Regions from separate parts of the Astyanax mexicanus genome. Here region 2 is linked to region 1. A link is a contact called in public Hi-C data. All regions are on one chromosome and are shown on one strand. The core of a region is the stretch at or near the end of the contact, and the rest is flanking DNA. Distances in the headings are between cores, read along the strand shown. Region 1 holds the start of nt5c2b (5'-nucleotidase, cytosolic IIb). Region 2 overlaps nt5c2b (5'-nucleotidase, cytosolic IIb).

Region 1 (3,153 bases), core at 414-2,913:
AAAATGAAATACCCAGGGTTATTCCACCAAATATTGATTTCTGAACTCCTAAAACTTTATGAATATGAACTTATGCATTCTTTACATTATACAGCTTTGCATTTTTTTTATTTCAGCCATTTTTCATATTCTGAAATTAAATGCTCTAAATGATAATATTTTTATTTGGAATGTGGGAGAAACCTTGTTTTGTTTATTTTATTCAAACACATACCTTATAATGGTAAAATCAGAGAAACTGAAGTGCTTTTTTATTTATTTTTTTCTAGAGCTGTATGTGTAAAAACTCAACATTTCACGATATGAACGAATATGAAGAAGATATCTGCATTTTAAACTTGAATTGCTAAGCTAGTCAAACCAAGCTGGGGAGAGTCAAATAGCTAGTTGCTAAATCCAATTTAAATTAACGTAAAACATTAAGGCAGCCTTTAAACTTATTGTTTTGAGTTGAAGCTGATAGTTTTTTTTTTTTACAACGGCTTGAATTTTTGCACCAGGAGTAGCATAAAGTTATCCAAAAGCAGTGTGTAAGACTGGTGGAGGAGAACATGCCAAGATGCATGATAACTGTGATTAAAAACCAGGGTTATTCCACCAAATACTGTTTTTTTAGCTAGTCAAATCAATTCAAGCTGGGAAGAGTCAAACAGCTAGTAGCTAAATCCACTTTACATTATCGCAAAACATTAAGGCAGCTGAGTTACAGTGGCTTGGAGAACCAGGCAGATTTGTAAACTGAGAGTTATGTGGGTTAGGGTGAGCTAGCTAGTTAACTACGTGAAAAAAATGCTATTTGGCAGTTGACAAAAAGTATAGGTGTTGCATTAACATTCCTAGGTTACCCATCAAACCAATAAAACAGTTTTTAGTTCGCTAGTGCTGCAGTTAATCTGAAACAGCTGCTTTGATAACGTTAGCTTAGTAACCTACCTAATGTTCAGCTGTCTAGCTAGCTAAGCTAGGCATTAACCTAGTTAACTACCAGTTAACTAGCGTTAGATTGGCGAATACAGATAAACAACTGCAAGCCCCCCTCTCTCCTCCTTTTGTGTCTTTGTGCAGAGCAACATCAAAAATAGACCGTTCTGTTTTTTTGTTTTTAACGTATCTCTCCCTTTCTGTGCATTTAAGGATGTCCACCATACGGACAGACCACCACAGGATTTAGAGCAGGTTGTCTAATCTCCGAGCTTGCATGTATAAATGTGTAAATACAGCGAAAAACAACACAAATGAAGCTGACAACTGAATTATTGGTATTATTTAAATACTCTAGGTCCGAAAAGTAAAAATCCGTTCCAGGATTCTGTTCCAACTGCATGAGCGGAACAGGCAGCAAAACGAAACAAAATCCTGGAACGGATTTTCTCTTTTCTGAACCTGGATTTTCCATTTCTGGACCTGGACTGTTCACTCACCTTTCTCCCGAGTAAAAACAGCAGTCTGGAGAAGATCTGAGCATGCGCTTTTCAACAAGCGCCAACAGTAATAGAAAATACAGTATTGTTAAAGAAAATTAAACAGTAATAAGTACAGTAATAACGGATACAGTAACCTTTAGCTCAATAAGCAAGTCAGTGCAGCCAGTACAGCTCGCCTCCTTCACAACACTAACTGACACACAGCCCACAGACAGCAGGCAGTTCATACGCGACAGATGTGGGCGGGGCTTCGATTGCAGAAGAGGGCGGGGCCAAGCTGTCCGCAGCTATCTTCTCCGCTACAGTCACTCGGCGCAAAGCAATTAAGTGGGCGTGGTCTGAAGGATCAGCATGGCGACACGTCATCGTCATTCATGCTCGAAGCTGAGTTTGTGGGCGTGGTCTGACGGCGATGAGGCCTGGCTTGTGTGGATTAATAAAATAAAATTTACCTATATACAGCGCTGGAAAAAAATAAGAAACCACTTAAAATTATGAGATACTTTGTTTTTACCAAAAGGAAGATGGAAGATCACAAGCCATGAAAACAAGCTGAACTGCTTGAATTTTTGTATCAGGAGTGGCATAAAGTTATCCAAAAGCAGTGTGTAAGACTGGTGGAGGAGAACATGCCAAGATGCATGAAAACTATGATTAAAATCAGAGCAAAGCCAAATCAGAGAAACTGATTCAGAAACTAGACAGCATATCTTTAACTATGAAAGACCATTTTCACGCCTCTTCAAAGTTAAAAATAAAAAAATATATATATTTTAAAATCACATCCACATTAAACTCGCTTATCAGTGTCTTGGACCTTGATTTTATGCACTGATGCGCAGTCACGGTAAAATCCCCACAATCTTCCCGTAAAGTTGTGGACATATCTTAAGACGTACACTGGCGCCCTCTAGTGTTTCTCCCCTAGTTTGATTGTTAATGAAGCCTTATTCATTTGTTGCAATAAAAAAAATCTTGTAAATTCTGGATTTAATCATTAAGTAGCATTTTTATATTTCATATTACATTTGTTTTTTTTTATTACGCACACCTTTTAATATATACTTCAATATTTTCACAAATTATTAAGCAGTAAAAAAATAACTCATAAAAGGTGTGTACTCTGCCACTGGGATGCTACCATGCTTCAATTTATTGAGCAGATTTTTATTTTTCCAGTGCAGTGAGCGGGCTAATCTTCTGTTTGACTGGCTAATAAATGAACATTCTGATGGAAAACAGGTATTAATCTGTGTAAGGTGAAAGAATGTGTATGAAAAAACACACCATGTCCATTACAATGGATGCAGGGTCCAAAAGGGTTAAATATCATACTATAGAAGTATACAACAGAAGTAGTTAAACCATTTACATGTATTCAGCGTTCAGAGTTTAGGACTTTTATTTTAGGTGGAGTGAGCTTCTTAAGAACACGTGATCGGTCAGACTGACCAATGAGGTACAAGAGGCCCTATTTATTTATTTATTTATTTATTTATTTATTTATTTAAGTGTTAAGAGGATGATTTAAAAAAAAAGGAAAGATCAGAGAGACATCTACACAATCAAGCTACGTTTCCTCGTACGTTTCAGAGTTATAACTGTGAGCTCAGGGACTTCAGTCAGAGCTGGTTTATAGCGAGACTGTCCACTTCGTATCTCCGCAGTTATAGCAGAAAATCACAAAGAGAGATCTATTTTAAGCTTTTTTTGATGATTATTGCTTACA
Region 2 (3,090 bases), core at 421-2,920, 43 kb before region 1:
TATTTATTGATCTTTTTTAAAAGATGTGCGTGTGTGTATGTGTGTGTTTTCTTCTCACCAGAACGTGTGCGGCTCTGAACAGGTAGCTGAATGGGTAGTAGAGCAGGTTGATGAAGGAGGCGGCGTACAGGTCGGCGTAGCGCATCACCTGCGAGGCAAACAGCGTCTGACGAGAGCCACTACGGAACAGACTACCCATCATTCCATAGCACATGTCCATGTCGTGGGTCACTTTCTAGAAAAAGACAAAAAACAAACACACCCTTTAGTGTACAAAAATCGGTGTAAAAGATTTTTTTTTTTTATTGGCCTCTAATAAAGTTTGACACAGACATGCCAGAAGTGATCATGACATGAATTATCAGAGTTTGAGTGAAACTTGTCAGTGGATACCAGAGTGGGTGGCAATGATTGTGACTGGCGGTGTCTGGCTAGAATGGTCTATGCGTACAGATAAGCAACTCTTTGGCAGGAGGTGCCAAATTCCATATCCCGCAGGACAGTGCAGTGTTCTTTAGCTTGTCCAATGACATTTGGCATCCCAGTATATAAGCTTCTATCGGGGTAGTTATCATATAATTAACTAATTTATTAAGATAAGATGCAAGATAAGAACAAAAATCTCAATGACTTTGTTCAAAATAAGAAAATCTTCTCATTTTTTGGATTTAACAAGAAAAACAATCTGAATGCTCAGATAAATGTACGATATGTGCCATATCGTATTGTACGTGATAATATTGCCAACATTTTTTAATATTGTGGACTATATTATACCCTGAAATATAGTGCCATATCACCCACCCCTAATTATCACATCAGGGTACTACTTTTTGCTGTTTTTAGCAAAAGAAAAATTCACACTCTTCTCATTTCCCATTTTATATCTACTAGAGACAGTTTATATCTGTCCAGTATCATTTATTTTACTTTAATCCTGGATATATGAGATTATAAGTATCATGACATTGGATTATTGACTTCTGTTACAAATCTGATAAAATTCTTGTATTTTTTAATATATCTCAGTTGGGGGTGTGCCATATCATATTGTATGCAATGATAAAATGTACTATTCATTTTGTTGCAGTAGTGTATTCCTGAAATATATATATTTTTTAGATCAGTGTTTTGTCATATCTCCAAGAGTATCGTTATCGCAAAAATACCATGAAATATTGTGATATTATTTTAGGGCCAGATCACCCACTCCTATTTTAAAATAATGTGCTTGGGTGTGTAAAACATCTGTACATGTACACAATTGTAATGCCTTTTAAAACATTTTTGTCTGTGGCAGTGAATATGTATATGCATCTTGTGTGTGTATACCTTCACTCGTCTCTGGATGGCGCTAATGTCCGGCCTTTCATTGCTGCTGCTGTCCAGATGTCTGAGAGTGAGAGAAAGACAGAGAGAGAGAGAAAAAGAGAGAACATTTAGGTCATTTCAGGGATTGAATGAAAGAAGGACAAACAGGGGGGGGAAAATGGAAAAAAGAAAATGAAGCAAGTCCTGAGAGACCCCTGAGAGCAGGGGGAGGGAAGGTAGTGGAAAGGGACAAGCACACAGAGAGGTCAGTGCGTTTATAAATAACCCCTCGTGTGTGTGAACCCCATGCTTTATCGATGGACGAACCCTCTGACCGCTGCACACTTTGTGCCCAGTGCTCACATTCTCTCCCTTGCTCTCTCTCTCTCGCGTGCACACACACACACACACACATTTGTTTTAATACAATGTCAGGACATTGGGTGATGCATATATATATAGCATATACAGTATATGTAAATGTTTATGTAGCAATACAAATATATGTAATTCATGTTGACTGATTTCTGATCACATTAGTGACCAAACAAGAGCAGAGTCAAAGGGTCCAATATATATTACAAGTATCCATGTTAAGATTTCCAATATGTATTAGTATATTTAAGTTCCTATATAATATACAGTTTATAAGTGAGAATTATGCTCCATGCATTATATAATCAGTATATTTAAGGACCAATATTATATCCAGTATATAGTACGTTAGATAAAGTATATTAAAGTAGCTATGTGCAAGAATAATGCTCCACTTGTATTATATAGCATATATATAAAAAGTACCTGTTTGCAATATTAATGGTTTAAATATTATATACAGTATATAATACCTTTATTATATACAGTATATTTAAGTTCCTTTATGCAATAATAATGCTACATATATTGTATAAAGTATACTTAAGTACCTATATGCAATATTAATGCTTTATATATATTATATACAGAAGATTAAAGTAACTAAATGCAATAATAATATTCATATATATTATATACAGTAGATTAAAGTTCCTCTATGCAATAATAATGCTCCATATATTGTATACAGTATATTTAAATACCTATATGCAATATTAATGCTTCATATATTGTCTATTTAAAGATATTGTTTGAAACAAGCCCTGACACACACACACACACACACAAATGTGCGCACACACACTTCACAAAGAAGGCTTTGCTTACTTGTACAGCTCTGCCAAGAAAATGTCCAGACCCTGGAGCTCTTCAAATAGTGCTGTGAAAGACAATCAGAGAGAGAGAGAGAGACATGAATAAAAGCCCTGTTTTTAACCTCTCTCTAACTCTCATTCTCTCCTTTATTTCCTCTCTCTATCCTTTTCAACCTTCAATCTCTAAAGCATTTCACCCTCATTCCCAGCTGATCTATATTTATTCATATTTAAAGATTTTTTTTTCTGAGTGTGTATCTCTCTTTTTCTGTCCCTTTCCCTCCAGCTATATTATCGCAGCTTTGCCATTTGAACTTGCAACTCTTATTTTATAAATATGATGCGGTATTATCCAGACACTGACCTTAAAATGTCATGTGGTGCGACTGTTATTTCACAGTCGCCTTCTTATCTGTACTTTACAAACTTTTTTCACATAAAATTGATAGAAAGTTTAAAAAATACCATTAAATTTATATCATAGGTCGCACCACATGATATACTGACACTGACAAATAACAAAAAAGCTTTCAGATCTCAAATAATGCAAAGAAATCACGTTCATATTCATAAAGTTCATTTACACCAC

The links. Hi-C and Micro-C count contacts between places; a contact is called where the count stands out from the background.
Region 2: a contact with region 1 is called in a Hi-C map of muscle, with 11 times the contacts expected there. The contact joins the enhancer-like site here to the promoter of nt5c2b in region 1. A contact is called at or near these places in 2 of 3 Hi-C or Micro-C datasets (both in muscle).

The regions. Positions count from the first base shown.
Region 1 is chr21:27,739,190-27,742,342 of AstMex3_surface, reverse strand. nt5c2b (5'-nucleotidase, cytosolic IIb) reads right to left here and starts at 1,663. Exons shown (of 18, transcript XM_022674674.2): 1 at 1,559-1,663.
Region 2 is chr21:27,782,526-27,785,615 of AstMex3_surface, reverse strand. nt5c2b (5'-nucleotidase, cytosolic IIb) reads right to left here. Exons shown (of 18, transcript XM_022674674.2): 15 at 2,515-2,566; 16 at 1,333-1,393; 17 at 59-235. Among protein-coding and RNA genes, the nearest start is that of LOC125785698, 8.7 kb to the left of the region's middle. Within about 2 kb of position 1,670, the one cell type or tissue checked has an H3K27ac peak away from gene starts, as active enhancers do.